5 separate regions of the Mus musculus genome follow, and all the other regions are linked to region 2. Evidence: chromatin contacts called from public Hi-C and promoter capture Hi-C data. All regions are on one chromosome and are shown on one strand. Each heading gives the region's core, a stretch centred on a gene start, on an enhancer-like site or on the middle of the called end of the contact. The rest is flanking DNA. Distances are from core to core; before and after follow the strand shown. Region 1 overlaps Gm30687 (a long non-coding RNA gene). Region 2 holds the start of Sstr1 (somatostatin receptor 1). Region 3 has its middle 48 kb from the start of Gm46329. Region 4 has its middle 80 kb from the start of Gm46329. Region 5 has its middle 30 kb from the start of Gm46329.

Region 1 (3,664 bases), core at 717-3,216, 260 kb before region 2:
AGGTTGGAGGGAGGCATGGAAATATATATATATATAGTTTTGGTAACATGGATAAAAAAGTTTCAGGGAAAGTTAGTTGTAGATCCAGGGATTGAAAAAATAGAGCCAGTAATTCAACAAAGCATCAGGAAATGAAAGCATAAGATACATTTATAACATTTAAAAAATATAAATGAGATAAGGGACAAACCACTGGAAGTGGGTCACTGAAGCCATCTTTAAGGAAACTACATCACTTACAAGTTGAAGAGCTTGTTTGAGTCCATGAAGAAAGAACTCTAACATATGTCTCTGAAAGAGATGGAGAAAAAAAAATATTCCTTGTCTGTGGAGCATTTAGAGTTTTAGTGTGAAGACTTAGATAGCAGCCTGTAGAATGTTGAGAGGTGATATAACACTAGGATGTGAAGCTTAGTGGTAGGAAGTTATAGCACTGTGGACAGGCCCTTGGGTACACTGGATCTCCAAGCCCTGTCTCTTTGTTTCTTAGCTGCATGCGTATAACAGCTTTGTTCTACTGTTTGTTTCCTGCAATGATAGACTGCCTGACTATAGACCTAAAAGCAATGAATACAGCCAGCCGTGGCCTGAAATCCTCTAGACGATTAGTCAAATTAAATCTTTCCCCATTTTAATATTAATTAATTAATTTAATAATTTTAATATCTTATCATTGATATTTTGTCAGTACAATGCAAAGTCCACCTACACAAACTTCCAGGGTATCAGGTTTAGCTAAGGCAGTTCCATGTGGCCTTATTCTGTAAAAACTAGACAGCCAGTGTTGTTATGGAGAGAGGCAAAATAATGAATTTTGGATTTGACAAAGGTCACTGGCTATGGTGTACAGAACCAGTTGTAGGGGGCAAAAAGGAAATAACAGGGGCAGATAGAGAGTGATTGCACAGTATCAGAGGGAGCAGAGAGAGAGAGCGAGTGCTCAATATCAGAGGGAGCAGAGAGTGACTGTGCAGTATCAGAGGGAACGTATTTGATCCTGCCCTTGAGGAGAGCTGTAGGATGAAGACTGAGACAGCAATGAGACAATGTGAAAATAGGACGGATAACCAGAGTGTCTTCTTATCCCCCACCACAAAGCTGCCGCTTATTCTGCCTCATCCATGCTCTTTCAGCTTTCTGTTCACCCAGGGTGTGTGTCTACACAGTAGGTTCCACATTTTGCTTGTTAAATAGTGTACTTTTCCCGCTGCACTCTGCCTAGCTGGACGCTCGTTCATCCTGTAGCTCTAAGTTCCAGTATCGCTAATTCATAAAACAATCACACGATGGTGCAGAAAACGGTGTTTCCAGCATGACCCTTTAATGACAATGTGAGATTCATTCCGTGATTATTTAGTTAGTGCCTGCATCTCCCTGAAGACATAAGTTTGGTTTTATGATGCTGTTCTGAGTTCTGTTCTCAGTTCTTTAGTGCATATATTTTAAGAAATTAACCCATGAGGGCCTCGGCATAGAATGCTTGGGTATATACTTGCATTGTTCAGGATACTCTAGAGGAAATGAACTTAGATAGTGAATATATACTACAAAGGGTTTATGAGATTGGCGTATATGGTATTCAGTGGGTAGTCACAGTCCAACAATGGCTGTCTGAATACTGAGGAGGATGAGAGCACAGAGGCCCAGTGCATGAAGCCAGATGCAGCAGCACTCCCAGTCTGGCACCGAGAGCAGGGAGGCTTCTCCGAGGGCTACCAGTCCTCAGTGAGCTTTGGAAAGCACAGGCTGGTTTTCCATGTCAGTGAATGATTGCTTTGGCAACAGCAACAGCAACAGCAACAGCAACAGCAACAGCAACAGCAACAGCAACAGCAACAGCAACAGCAACAGTAACAGCAACAGCAACAGCAACAGCAACAGTAACAGCAACAGCATCAAAAGCAGCAGTGGAGTAGATGCACTTTCTAGTAAGGGGTGGAGGCAAAACAGCAAAAGGCAACATTCTCTTGAACTGTTCTTCTCAAGGTCACAGTGGGGAGCTGCTATCCATTCTCTCAGAGGACTGTCTTCATCCTCAGGTGACCCTTCCAGGAAATAACCTCAGAGACCTTCTCAGAGGCTGGGCTTCTAGTTTGTTCCAGTTCTAATCACCTTGATAACCATCACAAAATTTGATCAATTGAAGTTTAAAGTGTTCCATTACTGGCAGTGACAAAGTGACAATGTTTTTTTTTGTTTGTTTGTTTTGTTTGTTTTGGGTTTTTTTTGTTTTTTTTTGTTTGTTTGTTTTGTTTTTTCAGTTAATTTAAAGTTAGTAGTAGTCAGGATGAACTAGAAAAGGCTGAAACTCAAAATCAGGGGTACTTTTCAGAAAGCAGAATAGAGTTAGCTAATAGGTCATACTAAAACTGAATATGCTCCTTATAAAAAGATTTGGTACTTGCCGCAGGGATACTTCTGTGACCTGTTGACTGTGATCAATACTTCCCAAAGACTGTAGATTAAGAGTGAGCCACTGAGTTGCAATAAGTATCATATTAAAATTCATGGTGCTGCTAAATGACAGGAAATCTGCTGGAGCAGAACCCAGGATGAACAGGATGAATTTACATTTACTCAGGGCCTTCACCCTGGTGTCATGTTTCCTCCCTCTAGTCCCTGAACAGAGGCCCCAAAGGACCTTGGGGGAAAGGTCATTCTCAAAGCTTGAAAGTGCAAAAAAAAAAAAAAAAAAGGGGGGGGGGGATTAGGCAGCACACCCTGAAGTAAGGTGGGATGAACAGCACCTTGCAATACTCTGCTCTCAACACAAAGAAAGCAGAGAACCATTCCTCCCAGAGGCCACTCCCTCAAATCTGCATCAACCTTTGTATCCTTTTAAAAGGTTACTAGTCTCAGGTCCAGCTGCTCTGAGCGCTGAGGATGGCACTCAGGAGACCCGTGTAACTGAGTAAGAAATCAGTTTTATTCAAGGTCAGGCATCCGGAGATGATGAAGGTAGGGTTAGTATCTCAGAACTCCATCTTAGGGAATTCAGAGGCACTAGGCTCTATTTTAGGGAGATAACAGATGTGCCAAAAACAGTGGCCGAAACCTTTATTAGCATGGTAGCCAGGGACTTCCTTATTCCGAAGAATGCACAAGTGTTTCTCTCCTACCCCACCCTCTTTGTGTCTTCAGCTCCTTAGAATTAGATGTTATATGAAGGACATATTTCTTTTCTGCAAGTTAAACCTCACAGCAATTTACATGCATTGGGTAGTTGACACATAGAATAAAAGACTCAGGAAGAACCTTCTAGAATCTAATCTATTCTGAAGACCACCAGATGTTCCAGGTTCTACAAATCTTCAGAAAGATCATTTGGTAATTCAGAGCTGAATCACTTAAGTGCCATTCACCTTCAGACTTTAGAATGCCAGCAAATGACAGCAAAGGACATAGGAGACAGCCTGTTAAGGGGCCAGCACTGCTATATAATCATCCATAGGAAAGATGGGGCAAGGATGTGGTCTACAGCTCTGTGCCCCAGGAAAAAAGCCAAAAGGCAAAAAGAGCAAACAAACCAACAGAAACACAAAATGACAGGAATGAAGAACAGGCCCTTAGGAGACAAATGGCACATCCTGTAACTTAGGACTTGTGTCTGTGTGGCCCCCCCAGGCCCTGTGTGTGTGTGTGTGTGTGTGTGTGTGTGTGTGTG
Region 2 (3,444 bases), core at 462-2,961:
ACAACTGGCTCACGGTGGCGTCGTCTTGCTCGGCGAACACGTTGACCAGCTGTACCACGTAGAAAGGCATCCAGCAGATGACAAAAACCATCACCACCATCATCACCATTAGAGTGATCTTGCGCTCTGAGCGCTTGCGCTGCTGCCAGCCAGCCTTGAGGGCCACCATGCGCATCTTGGCAATGATGAGCACATAACACAGGCAAATGGCCCCGACAGGCAGCAGGAAGCCCATGAGAAATGTGTATAAGACGAAGCCCACCAACCAGCGCTGGGCGGGCTCGGGCATGAGCATGTTGCAGGCTACCGTGCCATCGCTGTTGGCTGCGGTGCGTGAGAAGACCACGATGGGCAAGATAACCAGTAATGACAGGACCCACACGCCCAGGTTCACTACTTTGGCCACAGTGGGCCGACGGTAGCGCGCTGCCTTGATCGGGTGCACCACAGCCACATAGCGGTCCACACTAAGCACAGTCAGACAGTAGATGCTGGTGAACATGTTGACCGCATCCACGCTGAGCACCAGGCGGCAAAGTAGCGCGCCGAAGGGCCAGTGGCGCAACAGCGTGGAAGTGACCAGAAAGGGCACGCTGAGCATGAGCAGCTCATCAGCAATAGCCAGGTTTAGAATGTAGATGTTGGTAGCGGTCTTCATCTTGGCGTAGCGCAGGATCACATAGATGACCATAGAGTTCCCACACAGTCCCACCAAGCATACCACGGAGTAGATGAAAGAGATGAGAATGGCGCTACCCTGTCCCTCGCTTAAGGTCCCATTCTGGGAAGCGTTTCGTCCAGGCTCTTCCATGCCGTCCGCAGCGCCGGACCCCGGACCCCTGCTGCAGGCTCCTTCCCCGCAGCTGCCTGGGCTGGGGCTTGGAGAAGAGGAGGGAGAGGAGGCGGTGCCATTGGGGAACATCCCAGCTGAAGTGGGCCGGTGCGGCTGCCGGCTGGGGCGCTCACCTTGCGCCCTTGCTGTCTGCGCCCTCCCTAGGCTCAAGGCTCCAAGCTCACAGCTCACCGCCGCCTGGCGCCACCCGGCAGAGCGCAGCAGCTGTGGCGAGCGCGGCTCCGACTGAGGCCGCCGGGAGCATCACCCAGCGGCAGCTTGCTTGAGCGCTGTCTCTCTTGCAGCTCCGGGGGTCCTGGGCACACTGGAGAGTGGAGAGGAGAGGCCAAGAGGCTAGAGCCCAGCGCGGCACATCCATTAAGTGGAAAGGCTCTGGACTGATGAATGATTAATAAGCGGCACCATCGCGTCAGCAGCTACGAAAAAGCAGGCGGGGGGGGGCACATAGGTGGTTTATTCCCCCACCGTCATCGCTCCCCCCCATTTCTAGTCCCCTCTAAGCTCAACTCAAAGATTGCTTCAGATTTCTCTCACAGCATCTTCAGGCATTCCTAGGACAGACCTGAGGAGTTTCTCTACATTTCAAATGGGTAGGTGCCAGTCAAGAATGTAGATTCTGCCCCTTTCCACCCGACTCCTACTCTAAGTAAAGACTGAAGCAAACCCCAGACATTTATGTCTGGAGTTCTTCATTTCTTTCTGCTGCTGCTCTCTTCTGGTGATGGGGGCGACTCCACCTGTCCCTAAGCCACTCTCCAGGACAGGACCCTGAACACCTACCTCCTTTCCTGCTTGCCAGTTCTTTAAACCTGTACCTGGAGATTTCAGGCCTTCAGATCCCCAAGTCAATGATGTCTCCAGATGGCCCTTGCAAAGTGCTTGTAAGGTCTGGCGGCGCTCTGACGTTCTTTGCAAGGTCCAACTGCCTTTGGGGCTGGCCGCTGCACAAGTGCCCACGCAAACACTAAGCGGTGGAAACTAGACCTAAGCCAATAGCGGTATGAGCACGAAGGACCACAGTGGTGTGTTAAGGGATGCTGAGTTACAACATCCGTAGCCCTCCACTCTGCAGCAGGGAGTGTTCAGGGGAACTGAGTGAACCATTGCGACTCTCTAACAAAGCATGTAGTTCTCTGAGCCCCATCCACCTCCCCTAGGAATATCAACAGCAGAAATCAGGATGAGGGGCAGAGAGCTCAGGATGAGGCTGGCACTGCCCCAGGAACCTGCCTGGCGCCGTATTGGAAATCCATGTAGGTGTTCACTAGGGAAAGATTAGGCTGCGCGGCTTGGAACAGCTGTGCCCGCGCGTCCAGGCTGTACTTTGTACCCTGGAGAGTTGGCGGGGTGGGGGGATGGAAGTGGAGAGCGCCAAGGCCTGAACAGGCAGGTGTGCCAACTCTTAATCTATGAGTGGCTGGCTGAGCAACTGATGGAAGCCTGGGATCAGTGGCAAGGCATTCAAGCTTTCCTCCATGGAACCCTAAGGAAAACTAGGGCCTTGAGGTATGACCCCTCTGTGTCCCAAGTGCCGAAACCATTAAGATATGGATATTAAGATCCCAGGTCCAAAGCTCCTCAACCTACAATTCCCATCCCTAGTCTAGGAACTGCAGGCTTTTGTTTGAGAAAGAATGGATGTTGATATTTAAGGGACCCTGGAGTTCCCAGGACTCCGAACTTAGGGACTCTTTGGCCTTACAGTCACTTTCTGTCAAAGGATTCAATCACCTATTCCGTTTCATGAATGCTGTTTCCTTCCAGGAAATCCCTGCAAGTCTTAGCCTGAAGCATGGCCAGGAAGACTGGCCTGCTGCAGTCCAGTGCTCACTCGAGCTTTGCTGCTTGCAACTGCTTATCTTCCTCAGTCTCCCTCTCACATCTCCACCAAGAGGGGCACATTGGGAACTAGAATTACAGAAGCTGTTCATACCGGACAATCTAGAATGTGCAAATCTGGACACCGCATCAAAAGCAAAACGCTTATACCTTAATGGCTTGTTGTTTACTCTCAGCAACCGCCTACACATGGGTGCTCCAGTCTCTCAAACGAAGCAGTGCTTGGAGAGAAATAATCACGTGTACTGTCCATGACGGCAGAGCAGTCAGATCGCAATCAATGACCACAGACTCCCTCGGAGTGCGTACAACAGACACTGAATTATTCATGAGAAAAAAATGTTTGAGTAGAAGGGGAGATTTGATAGGACTGGGGCTGTGGAATGCATTGCTTTACCTAAACAAACCACCTTACCTGAAGTGGAATGTGAAATGGAGGGGAGGGAGTTATGTTTCAATAAATAAATAAATAAATAAGTAAATAAAAATAAATAAATAAATAGCAAATAAATAATACAGCATACATAGAGGAGGCAGGGAATGTATATTGGGGTAAAAACAAAACAAAACTGAGATTTTTCTGAGAGGAATATTTTCCTAGCCAACCCTTGATGAGATTTCAGTGCCTTTGCCAACCACTGATTTAAGGCACCTGGCTGCATTTCTGGGCTGGTTTTTCAAAGGTCACTATTTAGAGGCATTGGCTTTGATCATGGTGGTTGGGGTTTGATCATTGGTGGGGGTGGGAGTTT
Region 3 (3,607 bases), core at 388-2,887, 310 kb after region 2:
ACACTAGGTGAGGAACAGAAAAAAAAATGCTCTGAGTTTTCCTGAAGATAAAAGGTATCTATCTACTCAGCCAACACACAGTCAACATGTAGATGCTCAAATTGGGATAATAGCAAATACAAGTGACCTTGGATGCTATGGAAAAAGAGTTCAGTGCCCTCTGGTGGATCATGAAAAGGGGCCATTTGCTTTTCCTTCTGAGTCCTAAGAGCTCAGGATACCAGCCGTGCCTGCTTCCACTTCTTCCCTTGGCTTCCTTTGGTTTTCTTATCTGTATATTTTTCTGAATTATAACACTGTCAGCTTAGGATTGATTTGCAGAAGATAGAAAACTACTTTCAGAGCAAAGGAGATTTGAAAAGGAGACCCAGGTTTCCTCAAACAAGCAGGCTGTATGTTGGCCTTTGAGAAATGGCTTTGATAGAGCCCCTTCTGAACTTCTCTGCCTGAGCACCTGCTTGCCTTAAGGAAGTGCGGTAATTATGTTTCTCATAGCATCTGTCTTCAACAGCCCACTCTTAGCTTTGCTTTAAATCCTGACTCCCAGTTGCTATAAAATTATCATTTAGATAGAAGAATTCTGCTGGGGTTTGGGGTCTGATTTTCACAAATAACTACAGAAAAAAATTAAAACTATATTTTTATTTTTAAAATTTTAATTTCACATTAAAAGAAAACTTACCAGAAGTGCATTTGATTGTCCAGATCAAATGACATTTGTACTGTGAGCATAGTGAGTATATGAAATGAAAATCTTAGCAATCTGGTATAGTTTGCCAGTCAGAAGACATATTAGAACATTTACTCAGATTCCATATAGCAAATTACTTATGGGTTATAAAGTCATTTCTTTAATGGGCCATGAATTCAATTGATTTTTAGTAAAATATAACAGAATGAAACAGAACATATATCACTAGATTTTGTGCAGATAATGAGTTTGATTTTGTAAAGTCTTTTATTATGCAAAGTAAGCACATAGACATATATTGGATCAATATTTTGATAGTCACTTCACTAAATGGAGATAGAATACATTTTGAACATCAATATCCAACGTAAACTGTGAAGATGAAATTATATTTAAAATAACTTTATATGTTTTCTATGGTTACCATGGTAAATACACAAGGTTAGTGCCTCAAAGCAACATGAATTTAGTCTATACTCCTATAGTCAAGAAGTCTAAATATGAGTCTCAAGCTAACATCACAATGCTTTCACATCTGCATTCCTGTCTAGAGGTTTAGCAGATGGGACAGGGCCACTGCCTTTTCGTTTTCTGAGGTTTTGTTTTGTTTTTGACTTGGGCTTTGTTTTGTTTTGTTTTTCAACTCAGAGTTTCTCTGTGTAGCCCTGGTTGTTCTGGAACACACTCTGTAGACTAGGTTGTCCATGAACTCTCAGAGATTTGCCTCCAGAGTGCTAGGATTAAAGGTGTGCACCACCACTGCTCATAGGCTACCCATCCTCAGTCTAGAATCTTCATTTCTACATTTCCAGCTGGTCTTTCTCTTTCCTGAGCTTCTAGAATCCCTGTCTATGGATTCCAAGTCCCCACTGCCTCACAGTCTTCCTGGGCAGTGGCACTTTCAGGATTCGCTGCTGCTCTCAGAAAAGCTGTGGGACTGGCCTGGCTTCTCCTCGGAGCTTGCTGATTTCCAAGGAGTCTCTTTGCTTGCTTGCCCCACTCTTTTGAAAGGTTGCTAGGCAGCATGGTTTTCATGGCTTTACTCCTTTGCTGTTTGGATTTTGTGTTTCATAAGTAATTCATCCCTTATTGTAGAGATGTTCAGTTTCTGCTGGTGCTACTTTTTTCCTAAATAATTAAATGTAATAAAAGGAACTTACACTTATCCTTCTCAATTTTTTCTCATTATTTTTGAGAATTTTATACAATGAAGTGTGGTTTATATGTAGTCTCATCTCCCTCATTCAGTTTCCTTCTTATCCCACATCACACCTCCTTCCCAAGTTCATGTTGTTTTCTTGTTTTCATAGTCTATTAAATCCATTTAGTGCCCCAAATACATGCATAGACATGAGAGCATTAATAAAAGCATGGGAATCTACCAGCAGCAACATCATCAAAAGGGAAAAATTCATCCTCCCTATTATATTTAAAAATGCTCTAAGGAAACAAAATACTTTTTATGCTAATTAAAATTTTAGAAATAAAAAGTTCTTTATTTCTTATTTGTTTCACTTCCAGGACCTGCAACCCCATCAAAATATATCCCATGACCACAAAATAATAAAAAAAAAATAGATAAAAGAAACAGACCATCTCATACCCATTTCAGATAGCTACTATTTAAAACAAAGGGGCGAAGGAAGGTGAAAGCCGGAAATAGCAAGTGATAGTAAAGAGAGTGAACAATTGGGATGGTGTCCACTGTTGACAGCGCTATAGGCAGTGCAGCCAAGATAGAAAATAGCATGCATGTTCCCATGAGAGCAACAAACACAGATAGCATGTGTCTTATGGTTTCATAGCTGTGAAGGGGCACCATGTCCAAGACAACTATTTTTTTTAATTTTTAATAATATTTACTTAATATAAATATATAAATACTTAACTATTTAATAATATATTTTAATACTCATTAGGTTTTTTTTGGTTTTTTTGATTTATGTTTTATTGCATTGTGATGAGAAAAGATACATAATTTCAATTTATCTGAATTTGTTAACAATTAAAAATATAGTTTGAGGGTGTGGTGGCACACACCTTTAATCCCAGCACTCGAGAGGAAGAGGCAGATTTCTGAGTTGGAGGCCATCCTGGTCTTCAAAGTGAGTTCCAGGACAGCCAGGGCTATACAGAGAAACCCTGTCTCAACCCCCCCCCAATATATATATATATATATATATTGAATAAATAGACTTCTTTCCCTTTGTACCCCAACTCCTCCCGGAGAGCCCCCACCCCTTCAAACCCTGCAATACTTTTCATATTTTATCATATTCTTTAAATTTATAAAATATTGTAACAACAAAAATGAGTATATAAAAGTTGTCTGATATAAAACAACAATTAATTGAACAGTCTTATGTAAATGTTTGTCTACAGAAATACTGAAAATACATATGTTTTTCTCAATATAAATTTTAAATAACTCCAGACATATTAACTGTATGATATTTTAAAATAATATATCACTATTATTTTTTTAGTGAACATAAATAAAGTCTTTTTGTTTGTTTTGTTTTTAGTATAGCTTAAAATCTTGGCTTACTGTGGTACAAACACAAAATAAGAACAGTTTTTGGATATTGGAGTTCATTGTAAAAAGGCTGTACTTGAATGTCCCTCACATCACAAAAGCAGTTTACCTCCATAGGAGATAAGCTAAGAGTTGACAGTTCTGCTGTACCAAGGAATGAATTGTAGGCACAATTTTTGGATAGAGATTTCCTGCTACGGTCAAAGCTATTTGACTTGACTGATTGTTGTCATTCTCAACCTGCAGGGAACAGGTTACATTCATTTAAGAAATGGTGTGTGTATTAAGATGGTCTATCCATGAAGTCATTCATCAACTGTTTCAATGAACAATGGTTCTGCTTGGAGGGTGGCACAGACGTTGAGGGTAAGATTATGGTT
Region 4 (3,374 bases), core at 371-2,870, 340 kb after region 2:
CTAGGGGAACTTCCCCTTCTCTTCACTGGGAGAAGGGCTGAGATTGGGATGCAGAGAGAAATTTTTAAAAAGCTGTTGCATAAGTGTTCTATAGACTCTTGTCAAATACAAACTGATCATAAATTTTGAAACACCTAAAGATGGCCACAAGGATGATCTGTATCCTTCTTATAACGTAGACAGATGAAAGTAAACAAATCACAGATGTTATTCTAACTTTTGACATAACTATTAGGAAACATTAAATATTACAGAATGTGTGAAGAAATATTTCATCTGTAATCCGGAAATGTTATTCTTCAAAACTTAAGAAAATAACAATGGCTCCACAATAGTTGCTGAAAACAATCTCTAATAAGTCTAGCTATCATTTAGCCTTATTGCAGAGAACATTCAACTATAAGAAAAATACCCAGACCAAAGGTCTTCCTGGTTACTGCATTATAAAATCTATTATTGCATCTCCCCTGGAAAATACACCTCACAAGACTTGCTCCCAACTAAGGACCCAACTAAGACTCTTAGCCCGACTCAATCTTGGCTTTAGATAAATGGCAAAATGACTGCCATGCAAAATATGTCTGGCTTCCTTCCTATTTTCTCTTACACAGACATTTCTAATAAAATCTTGCATGTTTAATCCTAGCTTGGCTTCTGCTCTTCAGATGACCCAGACTAAGACAAATAGAAATGTAGTTTGAGAACATAATTTAATTCCACATGCTAATTTGAAATTAAATGCTTGTGAAATACTGCTTCTTTAAATCAAGATGTACATGTAGTGTCCAAAATAAAAACCTATATAATGGCAAAATAAAGAAAACTACATATCCTCATGAAGATGGATACGTCACTGAATAAACAAAACTATATCAAAGGAGTGATGGTGCTTGTTTTGGGTAGTGACTTTATACCTGATTTTAACTTTTTTATGTTTCTAAGTATTGGAAGTTTCCTAAAATGAGATTTTTTTTATTAAATATCACAACCTGAAAGAAAACAAATTTATAGGCTGGCAGATAATAAACAATTTGGCTGAACATAAAATGTGATGGGATGGAGACACAATACTTTCTTAAAATAATTTAATGTTCCATTTGATCTATTATTTTAAAGTGACACATCAAAGAGAAATGCAAACTCAAGATTTCCCAGTATTTTGATTAATTTAAATATATGGGTTTAAATCATTGTGGTTCTTAACAATGAACACATATAAACTATCTGTTGGATGTTTATGAAAGACTGTGTTCCTGTTAGGGGAGTAAGAAATAAACCTCATTTTAAATTTTAAATCAAAGAACTGTGTGTTTGATTTGATTTGATTTTTTTACAGATTCTTAACTTAAGAAGACATTACTTTAATCTGAGTTCCAAGTCCTAAGGCCCATTGCTTCTGAAGCTTGCCAAGGGAGGGAGGGAGACTTGGAAATGGGTGAGGTAGGAGTAGGCAGTCTTCTTGACTTACGGTATGTGGCAGGTAGTTAGGTGGTGCCCTTTTTGTATAAGGACCTGACTTGCTGCTTTGATGTGAACAATGAGGACAGCATTGCTGCAGTAGGAACACAGAAGTCTGCCATCTCTGGGATCTGGGAGAGTAGAAGAACAACACAGCATCATCGACCTAGCACTTTTAATGTCAATATATTTTGCAACTTCCATGGACAAGTTGCACTTTGCTCTCTGTCAGCCCATTATTGATCAAAAGCATGCTCTAGATTTTATTGAAAATATGTTAATTGTAGGGGTGGCATATCATACAAACTAGTGTATTTGAGGATTTGGTAGTACAAAGTGGGTCTTTGGTTGCAGCTCATAAATAAGCCAACAGCCAAGAATATTTGGAAACTAATGAGCTGTTTGGGGAATTGATCATTTTTATGAAGAAGAAGTTATCCATGTAATATTTAATTTTAGTAAAAATTTATTTTCTATATTAGCTGTAAAATAGAATTCATAACACAAATTCTCCTCACAAAATTTTAAAGTAATTTGCATATTTTCTGCTTACTTTGTTTGTTTTTGAGATTGTATTTTAATTACAATATCTCTCCCTTCCCTTTCCTCACCCCCAAATCTTTCTAAATAACCTCTCCACTCTCCTTCAAATTCATGGTCTCTTTTTTCCAATTTTTATTAAATGCATACATCTATTTGTACGTGCATATAGATTCTCAAATACAACTTATTGAGTCCATAGAATGTGTCTTAGTCAAGGTTTCTATTCCTGCACAAACATCATGACCAAGAAACAAGTTGGGGAGGAAAGGGTTTATTCAGCTTACATTTTCACATTGATGTTCACCAAAGGAAGTCAGGATTGGAACTCAAACCGGTCAAGAAGCAGGAGCTGATGCAGAGGCCATGGAGGGATGTTATTTGCTGGATTTGTCCCCTGGCTTGTTCAGCTTGCTTTCTTATAGAACCCAGGACTACCAGCCCAGAGATGGCACCACCCACAATGGGCCCTCCCCCCACTTGATCACTAATTGAGAAAATGCCTTACAGCTGGATCTCATGGAGGCACTTCCCTAACTGAAGTTCATTTCTCTGTGATAACTCCAGCTTATGTCAAGTTGACACACAAAGCCAGTCAGTACATAATGTTACTTTTATCTGTGTTTTCAGAGCTAACCTTTTGGTGCTGGACAACTAATCACCATGCTTTTCCCCAGGGGAGGACCATCTCTCCTGCTCCCCAGGGGAGGACCCTCTCCTGCTCCCCAGGGGAGGACCACCTCTCCTGCTCCCCAGGGAAGGACCACCTCTCCTGCTCCCCAGGGGAGGACCACCTCTCCTGCTCCCAGCTTTACTTGGTTCCCTGTAGTTGTTGCAAAACATTAAGTTCTTGTGAGTTTTTCTTCATGCAATTTGGCATATTCTACTGGTATCCCCATGCAGCTTACATTTGGGCAGGCAAGTTGGTAAGCCCTTATGTGTGTAGTTTCTGATGTTACTAAGTGACCCAGTCTCACAGCAAAACCCATGATCTTCTGGGTCTTACTCTTAAACCAAATGTGAGTCTATAGAGACAGCTCTGTGCTTAAAAGCACTAGCTGCCCTTGAAGATGACACAGGTTTGGTTCCCAGCACCCATAATTATCTGTAACTTCAGTTACAGGAAATCTAATGTTCATCTTGTCATCTCCAAGGGCATCCAGATACACATGAAGGACAAATATATACATGTGAAAAGAAAAACATAAAAATAGAAAATGATTGTTTAAATAAATAGACCAAATGTGTTTGTGTAGAGTGATTATACATTATGAAACAAGGACAAAAAGTGTGTCTTCTAAGCTACTATTATGTATAATGAACCAAGATACACTACCATCATACATGTCTGGGGAGAACAGACTATCACAGCATGG
Region 5 (3,384 bases), core at 276-2,775, 290 kb after region 2:
TAATTTTTCATTCAATAATTGAACCTTCAGGAAAACTTCCATAGCAAGCATTGTCTCTGCACCATAAGTCACTGAAATTGAAGAAAAGCTTTTTGTCAGCTCAACAGTGACTCCGAATGCATTACCCCTTGCAGGAAAGCCAAGCTTCTGTCTGGAAGCTACAGAACAGAAAGTTGAGGTCCCCGGAGACTCTCTCAGGTGTGCACCATTGCTTCATCCGTCCGTTTTTAAAGCAACCCTTTCCAGAGACCCAGGAGACTCCTCTCTAAGCATGAGAAGGCAGCCTCACCCTGACCAAGAAGCTCTGGGAGCAGAAATGCCCCATAATTCTCCCGTGTGGGTGGCTATATCTGCTGCTTCCCTTCTCTTCACTACAGACCACAGTCTGAAACCATTTTATTCTCACTTCTGTCTGTTCATTTTGAAGCATCTCCCACTTTGTCCTGACGAGCCAGGAAAGGTTTTCCAGGAAGTTAGAAATCATAGTTTATTCCACTTTATCTCAAATGCCTAGCACGGCTTATGACAGGGCTCAACAGATAATTTTGATTAAAATTAATTAATGTTCTCACAAAGCAAACTAGAGGAGAGGGGAAAGCAAGGCTGTGGGTAGCCTTTCAGCTTCTGCCCTGCCTCTGGTAATTTTATGTTCCAGACTTTCGACTTCCTCTGGTGGTTATTAACAAGTGAGTGGACACCATTTCCACTGTCCATCAAAACACGAGAATGTAATTCAATTCCTTTGGTTGCATTTAAAGCTGTGATGTGAAAAATACCAGACAGGAACTACTTCTTCCAAGTACAACACTAGGATGCATATTTTCTAAATATTCCTTGTGACTAGCATAGCTGCATTATTGGGGGGAAAGACAAAGAAGAGCCACTCTTAGACACTATATTACACCCTCATAGAACACCTTTTTTTTGGCACAGCCTGTATCGTACAGTCTGGAGTATCAAGGTCAGATTTTGCAAGAGAAGCCAAAAAGTGCTGTCAGGAAACAAAGATCTCTGAGCATTGTTTACTCAGTGGTTCTAGTAGCCAGCTCAGCACCTGGCAAGAGCAATGCATGTTGGGCAACTTGCCTGTTAATGAACAAATTAGAAAGTGTTTTTCCAACTCCTGGACATAGACCTAATTTTTAAATGCCTAAAAAATAAAAATAAAAAAGTTAGAGAGTTACACTTCAAGTATACAAAGATGATTTTATGGCAATAGTGGGAAAAAAGTAATTTAGTAAAATAGTTGATGCAGCATCTCTAAAAATTGAAATTAAGAACTTTTTAAGTCTTAGAAGCATTAAAATTGCAGGGCCACCAAAAATATGCAAGTGAACGTGCTATAATGTATGCCGTTGAAACCTTGACTTCTTATTTAATAGACCACTTCTAATAATTTTTCATGTTGGACGAGATTAGCTTTTGTTTTCTCTCTACTTTCTAAGTAAATACAAATGGCTTAGCTATTTACTTTTATTTTTATTCTTCCCTGGCTCAGGTTCTTGCTCCTGTTGGCCAAATCACTCCTATCTCCAAAAAGGAAATTCAGTATGTTCCAGGGAACAAACTGTGGAGTCCTGTGATTAGGGCCAGTTAGCTTATTAACTTAATAGATGTAAAGAGCACATGAAGTCTCCTGCCAAGATGCTTATGCCAAATTCTACCAGTGTAGTAAAAGAAAGCATATGTTGGGTAAACCCTCTATGCACAAGAAGGGAAAGATAAAGAGAAGATGACAATTCTCACTCCAACTTGGGGAAGATAGATGTTGAGGAGCAATACTTGACAGAGCAACCTCCCAGGTGGAGAATTGACTAGGAGAGTAGCCTTTCCATTAGAGGGTTCCCTCTTCTGATTTATGAAACACACCAGTACAGAGACAATAATCTTGATGTAGCCACATGCCCCAACACATAAGTCTTGGCTACAACATTCAAATTGATGCACATCCAGAGTCCCGAGTTCCTGGAAAACACTTAGCATTTCTACTAATATCTGTGTGCCTTTGTTTCCTTGGCTATATACGAGTATAGTAGCTCATGGGATTACTGCAAAAGTCAAACACAAACCTTAAAAAATGCCGGAGGACATAAAAGGAGTGGAATGTGCTTATTACTGGAATAATAGCATGGTGATTTCTTTTCAATATAAGAATGTGCTTTCCCTGAAACCTGCAATGACATATAATCCAAACTTTTTTAAATTATTAAGACATTATGTAGATTGTATTATTTGTCCCAATCCTTCACCTCTACTCTGATTTCATGTCTAACTGTTTCTGCCAGTGGAATAGGGTATCAGGAGTAACGTTGTCAGTTCCTTCCCTAGACCCTTTTACCCCTAACAGTATGAGAACATGCCTTAGGAATTCTTCTGATCCAAGGAGATGAGGAGGTACATGAAACAGACAAATAGACTGAGAGTATATGTGTAGAGAATGGTATCACCTCAGGACACCCCAAAACCAAGTTTTCAGTGCAAAGGATATTCACTTGCCCCGAAGGAACAAGAGCAGGGCAAGACAGGAGATAGAGGAGAAGGGAGACATATTTGTCAGCCCCAAAAGGAGGGTGGGGGATGATTGACAAGAAAGGACTGCTTTTAGATAGAGAGGAAACAGATGTAGCCCATAGGGAAATGATGGTTTATAAAGTAAAAGGGTAAACCCCATGTTACTATGAAGTGGTTAATTTTAACTGGGCATGTTAGTTACATGAGTCAAAGGGGGCTTTTTACTGCTGGACTTCAATACTTTGATAGCTGGACCTTGGTGGTCAGCCTCAGGAAGAGGACATAGCCACATAAGGGCACAGACCTCTGTGTCTAGCTTTAGGAATATAATCTAACAGTTTTTAGCAAGGCAGAAAGCATGTTTGCCATGCTCGGGCTGGCAAGAGTCCCTTCAATGTGCATGTGGTTGTTATAACAATACACAGATATTCTCTTGCACATTCTCCTGTAGCTATCTCAGCCATATTCTACATAATCATAGAAAAATAGATTTGAGCAATGATGGTGACATAGCCATGACAATAATGCAAATTGTTCAGCTTTAGCTGTGTGAATAAATCTGTATGTCGAACAAAGCTGACAAAATTATATCTTCAGAAGTACAAAGAAACTAAACTTACTTCATCTTTAATGTATACACTATGGTAACTTAGAATTTGTTTGGTGAGCACTCTAAAATTAAGTAAGAAAATGACTTCCAAAGTGCCTGGTCAATAATGAGCAATCAATATATATTAGTTAAAAGTTATTGAACAAAAACAAAATCAAGCAGTGTTTTGTATTTTTATCTCACTGAAAAAAATATGCCCACTCATAAATCACTTGCCTTTTATCTATAATTAATATTAACATTATTTATTACTATTATGCTTT

What was found. Promoter capture Hi-C pulls out the DNA fragments that hold promoters and counts their contacts. A called contact is a pair of places that touch in the nucleus more often than the background predicts.
Region 1: a promoter capture Hi-C map of embryonic stem cells shows a contact between it and region 2, with 2.3 times the contacts expected there. The contact joins the enhancer-like site here to the promoter of Sstr1 in region 2. A contact is called at or near these places in 7 of 39 promoter capture datasets (the 3T3-L1 cell line, 3T3-L1-derived adipocytes, embryonic stem cells and 3 more), 2 of 484 Hi-C or Micro-C datasets (both in embryonic stem cells) and 4 of 115 datasets of contacts at active chromatin or transcription factors (SST interneurons, embryonic stem cells and forebrain).
Region 3: a contact with region 2 is called in a Hi-C map of cerebral cortex, with 2.5 times the contacts expected there. The contact joins the enhancer-like site here to the promoter of Sstr1 in region 2. A contact is called at or near these places in 2 of 39 promoter capture datasets (hippocampal neurons and liver), 5 of 484 Hi-C or Micro-C datasets (LSK cells, cerebral cortex, embryonic fibroblasts and 2 more) and 1 of 9 other capture datasets (embryonic stem cells).
Region 4: a promoter capture Hi-C map of liver shows a contact between it and region 2, with 4 times the contacts expected there. The contact joins the enhancer-like site here to the promoter of Sstr1 in region 2. A contact is called at or near these places in 7 of 39 promoter capture datasets (the 3T3-L1 cell line, cranial neural crest, frontonasal cranial neural crest and 3 more), 2 of 115 datasets of contacts at active chromatin or transcription factors (SST interneurons and stem cell-derived neural progenitor cells) and 2 of 9 other capture datasets (liver and pancreatic islet).
Region 5: a contact with region 2 is called in a promoter capture Hi-C map of liver, with 4 times the contacts expected there. The contact joins the enhancer-like site here to the promoter of Sstr1 in region 2. A contact is called at or near these places in 10 of 39 promoter capture datasets (3T3-L1-derived adipocytes, the HPC-7 cell line, HPC-7-derived erythroid cells and 6 more), 2 of 484 Hi-C or Micro-C datasets (both in cortical neurons) and 1 of 9 other capture datasets (liver).

What each region holds. Positions count from the first base shown.
Region 1 is chr12:58,472,728-58,476,391 of GRCm38.p6, reverse strand. The region is part of intron 1 of Gm30687 (a long non-coding RNA gene); the gene reads right to left. Among named protein-coding and RNA genes, the nearest start is that of Gm40428, 33 kb to the right of the region's middle. Within about 2 kb of position 1,966, at least 6 of the 459 cell types and tissues checked have an H3K27ac peak or open chromatin away from gene starts, as enhancers often do. A contact at or near this core is called in embryonic stem cells, where this site is marked.
Region 2 is chr12:58,210,071-58,213,514 of GRCm38.p6, reverse strand. It overlaps Sstr1 (somatostatin receptor 1), which reads right to left and starts at 1,711. Exons shown (of 2, transcript NM_009216.3): 1 at 1,634-1,711; 2 at 1-1,269. The coding sequence starts at 922.
Region 3 is chr12:57,901,406-57,905,012 of GRCm38.p6, reverse strand. No RefSeq gene overlaps it. Among named protein-coding and RNA genes, the nearest start is that of Gm46329, 48 kb to the left of the region's middle. Within about 2 kb of position 1,637, at least 3 of the 459 cell types and tissues checked have an H3K27ac peak or open chromatin away from gene starts, as enhancers often do. A contact at or near this core is called in cerebral cortex, where this site is marked.
Region 4 is chr12:57,869,482-57,872,855 of GRCm38.p6, reverse strand. No RefSeq gene overlaps it. Among named protein-coding and RNA genes, the nearest start is that of Gm46329, 80 kb to the left of the region's middle. Within about 2 kb of position 1,620, at least 3 of the 459 cell types and tissues checked have an H3K27ac peak or open chromatin away from gene starts, as enhancers often do. A contact at or near this core is called in liver, where this site is marked.
Region 5 is chr12:57,919,827-57,923,210 of GRCm38.p6, reverse strand. No RefSeq gene overlaps it. Among named protein-coding and RNA genes, the nearest start is that of Gm46329, 30 kb to the left of the region's middle. Within about 2 kb of position 1,525, at least 1 of the 459 cell types and tissues checked has an H3K27ac peak or open chromatin away from gene starts, as enhancers often do. A contact at or near this core is called in liver, where this site is marked.